Regions from separate parts of the Hordeum vulgare genome. Here region 1 is linked to region 2. A link is a contact called in public Hi-C data. All regions are on one chromosome and are shown on one strand. The core of a region is the stretch at or near the end of the contact, and the rest is flanking DNA. Distances in the headings are between cores, read along the strand shown.

Region 1 (6,931 bases), core at 3,819-6,318, 200 kb after region 2:
AGGGTACGCTCCACACCAGAGTGGTACGACAACTCTGTAATGGAAATTATGTTGTTAGACAACGGTGAACCTTCGAACTATGAAGAAGCAATGGCGGGCCCGGATTCCAACAAATGGCTTGAAGCTATGAAATCCGAGATAGGATCCATGTATGAGAACAAAGTATGGACTTTGGTGGACTTGCCCGATGACCGGCGAGCCATAGAAAATAAATGGATCTTCAAGAAGAAGACTGATGTGAACGGTAATGTAACCGTTTACAAAGCTCGACTTGTCGCAAAGGGTTTTCGACAAATTCAAGGGATTGACTACGAAGAGACTTTCTCTCCCGTAGCGAAGCTGAAATCAGTCCGAATCATGTTAGCGATTGCCGCCTTTTATGATTATGAAATTTGGCAAATGGACGTCAAAACAACGTTCCTTAACGGGAACCTTGAGGAAGAGTTGTATATGATGCAACCAGAAGGTTTTGTCGACCCTAAGGGTGCTAACAAAGTGTGCAAGCTCCAGCGCTCCATCTATGGGCTGGTGCAAGCATCTCGGAGTTGGAACATTCGCTTTAATGAGGTGATTAAAGCGTTTGGGTTCATACAGGTTTATGGAGAAGCCTGTCTGTACAAGAAAGTGAGTGGGAGCTCTGTAGCTTTTCTCATACTGTATGTGGATGACATATTATTGATGGGGAATAATATAGAGATGTTGGAGAGCATAAAGGCCTATTTGAACAAGAGTTTTTCAATGAAGGACCTTGGAGAAGCTGCATACATATTAGGCATCAAAATCTATAGAGATAGATCGAGACGCCTCATAGGTCTTTCGCAAAGACATACCTTGACAAGATATTGAAGAAGTTCAATATGGAAAACTCAAAGAAAGGGTTCTTGCCAGTTTTGCAAGGTATGAGATTGAGTAAGACTCAGTCGCCGACCACAACAGCAGATAGAGAGAAGATGAGTTCTGTCCCCTACACTTCAGCCGTAGGCTCTCTTATGTATGCCATGCTGTGTACCAGACCTGATATAAACCTTGCCATAAGTTTGGTAGGGAGGTACCAAAGTGATCCCAGTATGGAACACTGGACAGCGGTCAAGAATATCCTTAAGTACCTGAAAAGGACTAAGGAAATGTTTCTCGTTTATGGAGGTGACGAAGAGCTCGTCGTAAAGTGTTACGTCGACGCTAGCTTCGACACAGATCCAGATGACTCTAAGTCACAGACCGGATACGTATATGTTTTGAATGGTGGAGCAGTGAGCTGGTGCAGCAGCAAGCAAGAAGTCGTGGCAACATCTACATGTGAAGCGGAGTACATAGCTGCTTCAGAAGCAGCTCATGAAGGAATTTGGATGAAGGAGCTCATCACCAACCTTGGAGTGGTTCCAAGCGCGTCGGGTCCAATGACACTCTTCTGTGATAACACCGGGGCCATTGCCATAGCCAAGGAGCCCAGGTTTCATCGAAAGACGAAGCACATCAAACGCCGCTACAACTCCATCCAGGACCATGTCCAGAGTGGAGTAATAGAGATTTGTAAAGTACACACGGATCTGAATGTCGCACACCCATTGACTAAACCTCTTCCATGAGCAAAACATGATCAACACCATAATGCTATGGGTGTTCGATACATCACAATGTAACTAGATTATTGACTCTAGTGCAAGTGGGAGACTCTTGGAAATATGCCATAGAGGCAATAATAAAATGGTTATTATCATATTTCCTTGTTCACGATAATCGTCTATTGTTCATGCTATAATTGTATTAACAGGAAATAGTGATACATGTGTGAATAAATAGATCACAATGTGTCCCTAGCAAGCCTCTAGTTGGCTAGCTCGTTAGTCAATAGATGATCATGGTTTCCTGGTCATGGGCATTAGATGTCATTGATAACGGGATCACATCATTGGGAGAATGATGTGATGGACAAGACCCAATCCTAAGCGTAGCACTAGATCGTATTGTTCGTATGCTAAAGCTTTTCTAATGTCAAGTGTCTTTTCCTTCGACCATGAGATTGTGCAACTCCTGGATACCGTAGGAGTGCTTTGGGTGTATCAAACATCACAACGTAACTGGGTGACTATAAAGGTGCACTACGGGTACCTCTGAAAGTGTGTGTTGGGTTGGTACGAATCGAGATCGGGATTTGTCACTCCGTGTGACGGAGAGGTATCTCTGGGCCCACTCGGTAGAACATCATCATGAGCTCAATTTTACTAAAGGAGTTAGTCACACGATGACGTGCTACGGAACGAGTAAAGAGACTTACAGGTAACGAGATTGAACAAGGTATAGGTATACCGACGATCGAATCTCGGGCAAGTTCTATACCGACAGACAAAGGGAATTGTATACGGGATTGATTGAATCCTTGACATCGTGGTTCATCCGATGAGATCATCGTGGATCAAGTGGGAGCCACCATGGGTATCCAGACCCCGCTGATGGTTATTGGCCAGAGAGGTGTCTCGGTCATGTCTACCCGTCTCCCGAACCCGTAGGGTCTACACACTTAAGGTTCGATGACGCTAGGGTTATAGGAAATTGTTATATGAGGTTATAGAAAGTTGTTCGGAGTCCCAGATGAGATCTCGGACGTCACGAGGAGCTCCGGAATGGTCCGGAGGTAAAGATTGATATATAGGATGGATGGTTTCGGACACCGGAAGTGTTTCGGGCATCACCGGTAACCTACCGGGACCACCGGGACCACCGGAGGTGGCCCCGGGGGTCCACCGGAAGGGGGCAACGACCCCGGGAGGCTAGATGGGCCAAGTGCGGGAGGGAACCAGCCCCTAGGTGGGCCGGTGCGCCCCCCACACTCAAGCTAAGGCGCAGGAGGTGGAGAGGGGGGGGGGGGAAACCCTAGGCGCTGGTGGGCCTAAGGCCCACCTAGGGGTGCGCCACCCCTCCTCCTTGCCCTCGTCGCCGCACCTCCCATCTGGGGGGGCTGCCGCACCACCTAGGGTGGGAACCCTAGGGGTGGCACCCCCTCCCCTCCTCCTATATATAGTGGGCACTTTTGGGCTTTTGGAGACACAGTTTTCCCTCTCCCTCGACGCAACCCTGCTCTTCTTCCTCCTCCTCTCTGCCGGTGTTTGGCGAAGCCCTGCCGGGAGACCTCGTCTCTCCATCGACACCATGCCGTCGTGCTGCCGGAGATCTTCCCCAACCTCTCCCTCCTCCTTGCTGGATCAAGGCGCGGAAGACGTCACCGGGCTGCACGTGTGTTGAACGCGGAGGTGCCGTGGTTCGGCACTAGATCGGAATCGCTGCGAGTACGACTCCATCAACCGCGTTCTAGCAACGCTTCCGATAAGCGATCTTCAAAGGTATGAAGATGCTCTTACCCCTCTCTCGTTGCTGGTCTCTCCATAGGAAGATCTGAATATGCGTAGAATTTTTTTGAATTTATTCTACGTTACCCAACATTGTGAAGATATGCTGAAGAGCGGCTCACCCATAGTGTGTATGGGGGAGAAATCAACTAGTGTTTATCAAGCCAACGCAATCAAGAAAGGTGGTCTATCTTGAGGAAGCCAAGATCAGCGTCATCTAGCTCAAGAGGACGAATTGCAAGGTATGGGTTTGCCCTTGATAGGTTTTCTGTTTTAGGATAGATTGACGTACTGTCAAGGGGGGCTCTCAAGTGAGTAGCTTGATCGTATCGTTCGTTGAGAGCTCAAACCATTTGCATCCTTGCATCATACTTCTTGGTTCTTGTTTGGTGTTTCTTTTTGTGAATTTTATAGCTTATGGTCATCTTCATGACATGTTCGAGTTCATCGAAAACAGAGTCCATATGCATCTTCTATGATATTTTCGATGTTGGGAGTTTTTGGGAGTATATCGCGGCGCAGTATCATGTCATGTCATGATGTACATAGCCTTAGTGTATGTCATGAACGAACCACACCTCTGAAGTAGTGTACATTCTCAAAAAATAAAAAAATAAAATTACCGTACCAGAAAAAAAAAGGCACACAACTTCGGACCAATGAAGACAGAGTACATGGATTGTGTGCTTGTTTTAATGCGGTATTCGCCGTCGGATCCCATCCACCACACACGCTGATGATTTAGCCATAGCCACAGCCACAGCCACAGTAGTAGTCTCTAAAATCGAGAGGAACAACCTTCCCCACACTAGCGGCTCGGCTCGGACCGGTCTTATTCAAAGAAGGGTTCTCACCATTTTATTATGGGCCTTTTCTCATTTGCTTCTTATTGATATTTCTATCAAGATTGTGTTAGCCCATGTCGTTAGCACATAATCGGTTGTCCTGTATGGCCTTTCTTATATATCTCTTGCATATATCGAATTGATTGTTTTTCTCTCTCTCCTTGTGATCTTTGCATGACTATGCAAAACACACGTGCTAGTAAACCCACTGATTTGGATATCCTTTCCCTACAAAACGAAGATTTACGCCTTTTTTAGTTGACGGTTTTTTGTAACCCAAGAGGACCTTATCACCATGGGAACAAACACAGGGGCAGTGCACACGGCCAAAGGCCATTCATTTCCCTGCGCAAACAACGACAGCGGCGAGTTTTCTTGCGAGGAGGGCATGCATTCGACTCGATATGACCGTGGGGAAGGAAACGTGGCCGCTGCTCATATCGCTAACGGCGAAGGCAGCACGAGAGGGAGAGGGTTGAGCAGAGCAGAGCAGAGCACGCAGGCCACCTTTTTCTCCCACCCGAAACAAACCGCCTCGCCCTCCTCCGCCCGCCCGCCCCACAAACCCCAAACCCCAGTCAGCGAGCGACTACGTACGCCCTCGCCTCTCCTCCTCCCCACTCGCTGCCTGCCGCCTCACGCGGCACGCCCCTCTCGTGCGCGCCCCACCCCACCTGACCACCTCCCCTCCCTCCCGGAGGACCCGACGGCCGCCGCCCGCCCGCCCGCGCCGCCGCCCCGGCATTGCGAGGTGCGCACGCCAGCCGATCGTCCTCTCCTGCTCTTCGCGGCCGGTCCCGTCCGCCGCCGCGCCCCCCTCCCTCTCGCCCGCTGCTCACTCACGCCCCTCCCTCGTCCATGCCTGCAGGAGCGCGCGCCTCCCTCCTTGGGTTTCCGGCTCCAGCGCACGGAGAAGCGGGCGTCTGAAGCGGCTCGTCGGCTCCGCGGCGACGCGCCCCTGCTCCTGCGTCCCCGGCACCAACTCGGTACGAACCTTGCTGCCGCCGCCCTGCGCACGCGTGTGGTGGTCGCTATTTGCTCTCGCCATCTCGGGTTAATCGCAGCAGCGGCATGATTTCAGTAGACTGATGACTGCTGTCAAATGTTGTTGCGGTAGAAGGCCCAATCTGCTTGCTGATTTATACGGGATTTTTTTTTCCCAGTTGCCCGCTAGTACTCCGTTTGCGAATTGTCTGCAACTTTGTGCGGAACCATCTGCCATTTCTTCGATTTCCTCCAAATTGACCGCCCGGGTAGATCTTTCCATGGCAAAGAGAGGGACTCTCCTTGTGCGCCTCGACATCCTCGTTTTTTGTTGGGCCTCGTTTTGCCTCACTGCAACCAAAGGAAGCCTTGAATAAGTGGTTTCATGCGGATAAATCTCTAATCTAGGACTGCAACTTCACGGCGGTGGAGGATGATAACCGCGGCTTCTCCGTGACGGGTCTTCCTGATTACTATAGCATTCGGTGATGGCTTTGTTCTTCCAGTTATCCCATATGCAACTCGGTACTCGCTACAGAGCATTTCCCTTCCTTTTTGGTGTTTTTGCGGTGCTTTTCCCTGTTCCTTGTCCTGTTCGTCCCACCGAATCTTACTATTTGTATTTCACCCCCTCAAAATTCACCTTCGGTGTTCCCGGTTCCAATTCCATTCGTTTTGCTCGCCTTTTTTCCCCTTGATGAAAAAAGTGTTCAGTAATTCCTGTTCGTGCAGATTCCGCCCCCGGTTTCGCCGTCGTGGCGTCAGTTCAGTTAAACCCAGCCCCTTCGTGCTGTCTTGGGCTACGTACGTACTTACTCTTTTGCAGCAGCTGTAGAGTGTAGACTCCATCCCATGGTTGGCTGTACTTTTGTTTTGTGCGTACCCTTGAGCGCAGTAGAACTACATTTAATATACTGCTAATCGTACTTGGTTGGTCAGCCTCCTCATAAACAAATCGGTCCCATATGACGGCCCAAATCACTGGAGAAAACATTCCACAAGTGGTAATATTAGCAGTACTATTCTGGTTCTTAATGTTTTGCTTAGATTAGATGTAAGCGTGGGCATCTTTACCCTGCAAAGAAGAAAAGATCTGACATCTTTAGGCAGAAATGCTGGTAGTAACTCCTTTTGCAATCACCCCCCTCAAGTTTGTGTTATTGTCACCCATCGCCTCTTTGAAATGTCCAGTCCAATCGATGTTCTGGCTCCCAGGTTAAAGAACCAGGATCAGAGAGCCCGGTCAGAGGCTTCAGAGATTCGTGGGATGGGGAGGGGGCATGATTTGACGTGGTTGTTGTCATTTAATCCGCGGCGGTGTAGGGCACCACGACTGTTCTGTGCTCGGCTTGCGTATGTGTCGCCACTTGCTGAATCTCGTGGGGAAGGGGATGTGTGTGGGAGTGGTCTTTCTTGTGCCCTGCGGTCCGTGCCTTTTCCTTTCCTCCCTGTGCAGGAGGTGGCATCCCGGCCTGCATTTATGACGCTGCATGCTTGGTTTTGTGCCATCTGCTCTTGATGTAAAGCTGCACCGCAACCATGCAGTATTTACTATAGCATTTCTCGTTATAGGAAAACAGTGGAGTGGCTTGTGAATTTTGTGGTGGATGAATGTTTCATGGGCATCCTCCCGTGTACTACACTCCGACTCCCCTGCTTCTTTGGATTTAGGGAGGTTTTTTTCCCCACTTGTGCTGCTGTTTTCTCCTTTGTGTTTCCTGGGTTTGTTATGGTAGCGTGCTCTTTCTTTTGGACACA
Region 2 (7,352 bases), core at 4,838-7,337:
CACTGGCAGGGCAGCTTGGATGAGGTTACCAAGCCAAAGTTACCACTGGTTAGACTGATGTCCAGCAGGAGTGATCACTCAAGCTCCTCATTCACTCGTCGCACTGTATTCAAGCCCGCAGACGATGAGAATGATGATGCATCGGTTACTTCAAAAATGACTTCAAAGCCCAAATACCAGCAGGGGTCAGGTAGCTCAGCCAATGCAAGGATATCTCATGATGCAAATCCTCTGGTCGATCTACGCACGAACAACGAGCAGGGTATTTCAACTCCAGAAATATACGAATCGCCGAGGGGTAGTTCTTGTCAGGGTCACAAGGATCCTGCACCAGTTCATAAGCTCTTGGACATCAACATCCCAGCTAAGGTTCCGAAGACCATCTTTCTACCACTGCCCTTGAAACAAATGCTTTCTGAGGAGAACAATGCGGACACGTCGAAGGCGAAACCCAGGAATCCATCCAGAGAGAATCACTTTCCAGCAGGCCTGATATGGCACCGTAATGGCGAGGCAGATTCTAGGGATCCTCCTGTTGCTCTTATGGAGGATTGCAGCAGTGAGGGGCAGTCGAGCTCGTCACCGGCAGAGCGGTCGCGGTACAGACATCAAGACCAGTTCAGCAGCGAGGAGGAAACAATGTACTCGGCCGAAACCATGGAGAGCACAAACATTCCGAGCCCCAGGGAGAAGCACGTCGGGAGGAGCCAGAGCTGTGTCAACTACAGCAGGTGGAGCTCTCCGAGGAAACCGTCGATGGTTCAAAACGGGACCTTGAGGAAGCAGCACACGCTGATCCCTGTCCGGAAGACGCATTCACAGAGCACGTCCCTGCCGCAGAGGAGCCATGACTACTTGAGCCCGACGGTCTCCTCGGCCATGAAGAAGAGGAACTCCATGGAGCAGCAACAGCCCCCGAAACCCCGTCGGATCATGGTCCAATCTTCTCCGAAATGGATGTTCTGATGGTTTCCTCTCTTTAATTTTCCAGGAGGAAATGAAACGATGGCGCCGCATCGGCATAGCCATCTTGGAGATCTGTTGCTCCCTTGTTTTCTCCGGGAAGCTCGTCAGCGAATCAATGATCTCTTCGCTGCTCTTCTCTCTAGAATTGTGTGCTTGTGCAGAATGACCTGGACAAATAAAAGGTACTCCCTCGGTTCCAAATAAAGTGTCATGGTTTTAGTTCAAATTCGAACTAAATCCACGACACTCGTTTTGGAAACAGAGAGAGTAAAAGAAAAAGGAAAGATCGACGGAAAAGATAGTGGACCATATACCCTGTCTGGAGGTGTCAAGTGTGAGGTGTTGTGAGGCCATGTGTTTTGTTGTGCAGACAGCCTGGGTATGTACTGAGTACTGCTCTACTAGCATCTAGCTTGACTCTTTTTCTTTTTCTTTGTTTTGAGTGAGAAAATCTAGCTTGACTCATGATTGTACCACTTTTAACTGAATGACTATCAGTTCTTTTGGCCAAGATATGCTAGTAGCTCTGTACGTACTTCTTTGCTGCTTCACATGGGATTTTTTCTCTCGAGAATATGAGCTCCAACATGCATCACTTTTTCAGAGATAACCTACCGATGGCGGCCACACCATCAGTTTTGCTTCACATGGGATTGATGTCTACCATTTTGTTTGCTTTTACTGCCTAAATGAATAAATTAGGTCTTGGGTCTTCAGGTAGACTGAAGAACTGCCGGCAGAGTGCCAGGTGAGGTTTTCTCACCCGTCTGAAACAGGTGCTTCTGCTGATCTGAGTAATGGTGTTGTTGAGGGGAAATGCATTGAAGCACACGGATGCCACGCACCCCTATATGGAAGTAGCATTAGAACACATATCAAAAAAATTGAAAAAACTGAAATTACGATCTGACAAACAATACATCCAACTTTTTTTCCTGTACATATGGATTTTTTCATCTTTTTTACTGACATTACCACGGGCATCCATTCCTCACAAAACTAAACAAGCGTGTACAACGGGCACCCATGTTTCATATCCCAAAAGTTCATATATATTTTTTAAAATTCCTAATATTTAAATGCTATATTCATATAGGGGTGTGTGGTATCGGAGAGCCACAAATCATTTTCCTGTTGTTGAGGCTCAAGAATATGCTTCCTGGCAGGTTTTCCCGGCGCCAAATTATTCTTTCGACGGGCTAAACTCCCCGTACAATTTATTTACGTTGCTGTTATTATGATATGTTTGCGCTTTGTGTCGATGCACGGAGACGCAAAGCTTTCATGCTTCCTCAAGAAAAATCGACAACACAATGCACATGTTTATTTACGTGTAAGAAGTAAGAACCGCGTTGTGCTTGAGTATTCCTAGAGAGGGAGACAAGCCGCCTGTGTCTGTGTGCGCATAGCATTTCATTGCTTCTTTCCGTTCACAGATTTCGCAGGGATCATGGCTGAGAAATGCCTGGCCGAAAGAGGCTATGGGGCTTATCACGCACCACTGGCTGGCGAGTCGCGACGCTTCTCGCTTCTCAGTCGTGAGGGAAGCAAACGCTGCGGCTCTCCTATCCTATCCTATATATGTTCTGTTCATGACAGGCATAGCAAGCATCCCCCTACTCCCTTCCATAACTCAAATTAATCCCCTACAACGTTTATATTGTGTACAAATTAATCCTCTTTTTTGTCTCTTAAAAAGGATGGCCGACCATGATCTTTGCATAACTGCGATGCACACAACCGTCTTTACTACGACAACAGCTCAGACATGCAATATACTGTAGTAGTAGGAGTACAAGAGATCCAAGACAGATGTTGAATCCATCACATTAAGGCCCTGTTTGGAACCACAATAGATTATAATAATCTGGATTATGAAGATAGATTATATAATCTGGTTTATAAAAATAATCCAGGTGGACATGTTTGGAGACCAGATTATATAAAATGTAATTCAGGTTTTACATTGTACAATGACATGTCTGTCCTGTTTATAAAAACAGGACAGTGGCGGTGGCAGTAGGTAATTATCTCCAAGTTTACAAGGGTAATAGGTCATTAGTAATCCATAATCTGATTTTAGCTGGGGTAGAGTAGATTATGAGTTTTTAATAATCTGATTATCTAGTTTTTAAAAATCTACAATATAAACCGTCCTGTTTGGAAACATAACAGATTATAAAAACCAAACAGGGCCTAACACATGCGTCCGCATTGCCGTAGGCTATTGTTCTCCGGCTGATGATCATCCATGCCTGCGCGCACATGGAAACGGAGACGGAGAGGGCGGCGCCCTATCGATCTGTCGCGCAAGGAACATGGGCTCGGGGCTGGCGTAATAAACGTCGCCCCAATAATTCGCAGGCCCGACCGATCATCATTTATATACGTGTCCAGCTCCGCCCGGGGGGGTGCCGGATGGGAGAGGGGTTTCCCCACGTTCATCTCTGAAAATATGCGCCCCGGCGCAGCCAACCCATCACTGCAGCCATTTCATTTCACACGGTGAGCAGCCAGTACGCGGGTCTAATATATGCCGCTTTCACAGAGACTTGCAGAGGAAGACAACGCAACTGTTTTCCCTCCAAAACATCGGTTTTGCGTGCTGCCTATGTAACCAAATATAAGACGTTTTTGCAGTTCAGAACATAGCGTGTGTTTTCAGCGTCGGACAGTCAAAAGCCACTTGGAAATCGTCGTGCTTCTCTTTGGAAGGAGACAACAAGGACTAGTGATGGCCTGATGATGAATGTAAACGAGAAGCAAGTTGATCCAAGTAAATAGCGACAAAAATGCGCCGATAATTGGAGGAAAGGAAAATGATGGATTCATCCAACCTTGATTGAGGCATGAGCAATAAGAAAAACGAGGAATTCAAGATGAGATCTAAGACAGGCTCCTTTTTACCCCTTCTATATAAAATCACTTTTGCATGATACCTTTTCAGCCTTAGGTAGTGAGAGTCACTTCACAATCATAGTCACTCTCTTGAGAAACAGGACAACATGCAGGAGAGTAGGAGACCCAACAAGGAGAACAAGTGATGATGGTTGATACACTCCTACTCAATAATCACAGATAGGGGAGAAAAGCTGCATGTTGATGACTACTGGGAGATTAGCACGTGAGGTACCTTTTGGCATGCGACTCAACATCACCTATGTGCAGCACAAGCAGTAAAGTAAAGTAGATCATTGACATCGTCTCTCCCAACGACACCTTTTGTATGTGTAAACCAAATGGGCGACGCAAAAATGTGGAAACACAGCAAAATCGGATTAACATATGAAGTAAGTATATATATATATGCCTTAGGAGTAGCATTGCAAAGCAGCTGAATGTCTTTGAACAGATATCAATCAAAAGCAACACATTATGCACAACTTTTGATTACAGAATTTGGATTAAACAACAGGGTATGCTTAGTTAACTTAGAAACAAGTACACAGCCTATGATGCATGTGTATGTGCATTGTCTTTTACTTTGTTCAAAAGTAGAAGCTACATGCCACACTTGTCCAGGTTTGAAGCTACAAATCCAAAAGATAAACTATCAAGTTAACTGAATGGCATGTACTTTACTAGATGCAACTGAATTCTGTGCAGTAGAATGGATGTCTGATAATGAACAACCAGTGTTTGTGATGAAAACTTCATGTTCCATTGAAACCACTGCAAGGCTTTTCTTTTCAGCCTAAATAAAGGATGCTGCCTACTGAATTCACAAAAGCTGGAGCCCAACTAGGCTTCCTTAAAGGTGAGTAAAGGAGCAGTCAATGTGTTAAAACTACAATAAAAACAGGTCAACTTGTACAATTCTAAAATGGGCACAAGATTTAAATCAATTTTCTGGTGGTGACAGATGTACACAATACTGAACCCATGACACTTTGCGTAGCAAAATTGTGGAAGCAATGAATCTTGATACACCGACGAAAGTCGAAAAGAGTGGGATCAATCCAAGCCAACACAAGAGGGAAACTAATATGCAGGCAGTACAAGTGAGTGACTGATATGAAGAACATGGACCTCCTAAATGTCTTATGCAGTTCGACTTGACCGAATCATATGGAAACATTTCATGTAAAAGATGGATGGAAAGGAATGAGACACAAGAGATACCAACCAATAATAAAAGGCACTGAATCTCCACACTTGTTAACTAGATGTATGAAGAAAAGCATCGATGAGACGAGACACGCAATGTCCCAGGGCAATCCCAGAAGTGGCACTCTTGTGCTAGCGAACCAATTCCATCCATCCGGAGGTAGCAGCTACACGATATACTTAATAACAATTCGGCAGCAAAATGGCTAGTATAATAGGACTAAGAAAAACAATAACAAATCGGCAAGCAAGCAAGCAAGCATTCGGGCGGGGGGGGGGGGGGGGGGGGGGGAGCTCTCATGCTATCATGTCCGTCCGTCCGTCCTCTTTCCCCTAAAAATACTTACTATGACTCTCAAGTCTGAACATTGCCCTCGCCCATATGGCGCTGGGAAGCAGAGGGTCAGACGTTGCAGCGGAGGCAGTCGCATGACCTGGGGGTGAAGGAGCAGAATCCGAAGGGGCGGTTGGGGATGTTGCAGTTGATGGCGTAGCAGCACGGGGAGAGGACGCAGACGCCCCTGGGCCCGCCGCAGCAGGTGCAGGGCGCGCAGAGCTGGAAGCTCCCCAGCCGCCGCCGCGTCTCGTTCAGCACCACCCCGCTGAACCCCACCCCCGCCGGGGCCATCGGCACCATGCGCGCCCCCGCCGCCGCCGCATCCGGGACCGGGACCTCCTGCGCGCGCGTGGAGCAGGCAGGCAATGTCAGGGCCAAGATTCGCGGAATTGGGCTGTCGAATGTACCGTACTGCGCGCTTACCGGTGAGGAGTGGGCGGCCGCCGCGAGGAGGGGGAGGAGCAGCAGGAGGAGGAAGAGCGGCTTGGGCATCGTCGGCGGGGTGGAGTGGGGATTTGGACTGTGCAGTGGGCGGAGAGGGGTGGGGAGGGAGGGAGTGTGAGGTCCTTTTCGGGAGCCGACGACGGACGACTTGGGAGGGAGGCCGAGATCTCGTCTCGTCTCGTCTCAGTACTCGGTACCGGCTGGCTGCCGTCACGCCCGTCAGTCGAGTGGGCGCCGCACCGAGTGGACGGTAGTAGTAGGAGTAGAAAAATACAGTACGTACGCAGGAGTGGGCGGTAAACAATAGTACGCACATGACGTGATGGTCCGCGTTGAAACCGCGCATCCACTTTGGCGCGTTCATACGCACTCGAGATCTCCCTATGCCTATATCTCCTGCCTAGGAACAGGATCTCGACGTGGACGAGGCTGGTGGTGGTGGACGATGGGAATGTGATGCCGGTGCTCGTGTGCGTCGCGATGGTTCCCTTCTCTTCTCATGGCCTGGACACACGGACACCGGGTCACTGCTGCAGGAACAAGCTTATTTACTCCCTTTGATTTGATTTGATTTGATTTGATGGTACTGCTAGACCATCATTATTACGAGTGTCGAGAAGAAGAGGAAGAAGGAAATTGTTCGTGGAGATGATGGCAGATGCACCAGGGCAGCAGCGTTGACACAAAGCCGTCCTACATCTACTTCATTGATAGGACGATTCCACTGTTGCGCGGTGCAGCTGATCATCATCAATCAAGTTTTACTGCCACCAAAGACAAGGTTGATGAGACGACGCTCGCTGGTGAGTGGTGACATGAGATCTTTGCACTTCGCAGGCAACGTCGAGGACAATTTGGTTGGCTGCTACCACAAATTGAGGCAAGCATTTATGCGTCACCCCCGCAACAAGAAAAGTGGTTGGACCAGGTTCGGCGCCTTATCATCATGGCCTCCCCTCCCACATTAAACTCGGGGTCGTTGGGAAGACGCCGGTTACCTCACAAAACTTTCCCGGCGACAAGATCATGATGGCGATGCCTCAACTGAATTCTGCACCAAGCTTTTGCTTGCTCCTCGTTCTACCTCCATCCTTCACCCTGCGGTCAAGAAAACCCAAATGCAGGAAAGAAAGAAAGAAGGAAGGAAAAATATGGCCTCCTGGTGTTCGTCCACACGCACACACACGACATCCGTCAGGAAACCATATTGACGAAAAAAAATGCCGACATTTCCAACGACTGCATTCAACCATTATTTCATTCGGTAGCAAATGGCTTCTCCATCCATCCATCCATCCAAGGACCCGCATTAACAAAAATAACTGTACATCTCTGGTAGCAAACTCGATTTTTACAGAACTTGATTCCGGGGGAGTTAGGGGGAGAGAACATTCGCGGGGCGCGACCGAGGACGGACGGCGCGCGATGGCTTTTTATACATCATCATCGAGATCAATCAAGGTCAAATTGCCGGGGAGCCTTAGGACGCGTACGCAGA

Evidence for each region. A called contact is a pair of places that touch in the nucleus more often than the background predicts.
Region 1: a Hi-C map of leaf shows a contact between it and region 2, with 5 times the contacts expected there. The contact joins the promoter of LOC123445210 here to the promoter of LOC123445208 in region 2. A contact is called at or near these places in 4 of 6 Hi-C or Micro-C datasets (leaf and seedling) and 1 of 1 datasets of contacts at active chromatin or transcription factors (embryo).

Annotation. Positions count from the first base shown.
Region 1 is chr3H:571,403,891-571,410,821 of MorexV3_pseudomolecules_assembly, forward strand. It overlaps LOC123445210 (leucine-rich repeat receptor protein kinase MSP1-like), which reads left to right and starts at 5,069. Exons shown (of 3, transcript XM_045122168.1): 1 at 5,069-5,175.
Region 2 is chr3H:571,200,418-571,207,769 of MorexV3_pseudomolecules_assembly, forward strand. It overlaps LOC123445208, which reads right to left and starts at 6,088. Exons shown (of 2, transcript XM_045122164.1): 1 at 5,834-6,088; 2 at 5,086-5,749. The coding sequence starts at 5,902. The coding sequence ends at 5,477. LOC123445209 (zinc finger CCCH domain-containing protein 12-like) reads right to left here. Exons shown (of 7, transcript XM_045122166.1): 7 at 7,084-7,352. The coding sequence ends at 7,335. LOC123445207 reads left to right here. Exons shown (of 2, transcript XM_045122163.1): 2 at 1-1,501. The coding sequence ends at 966.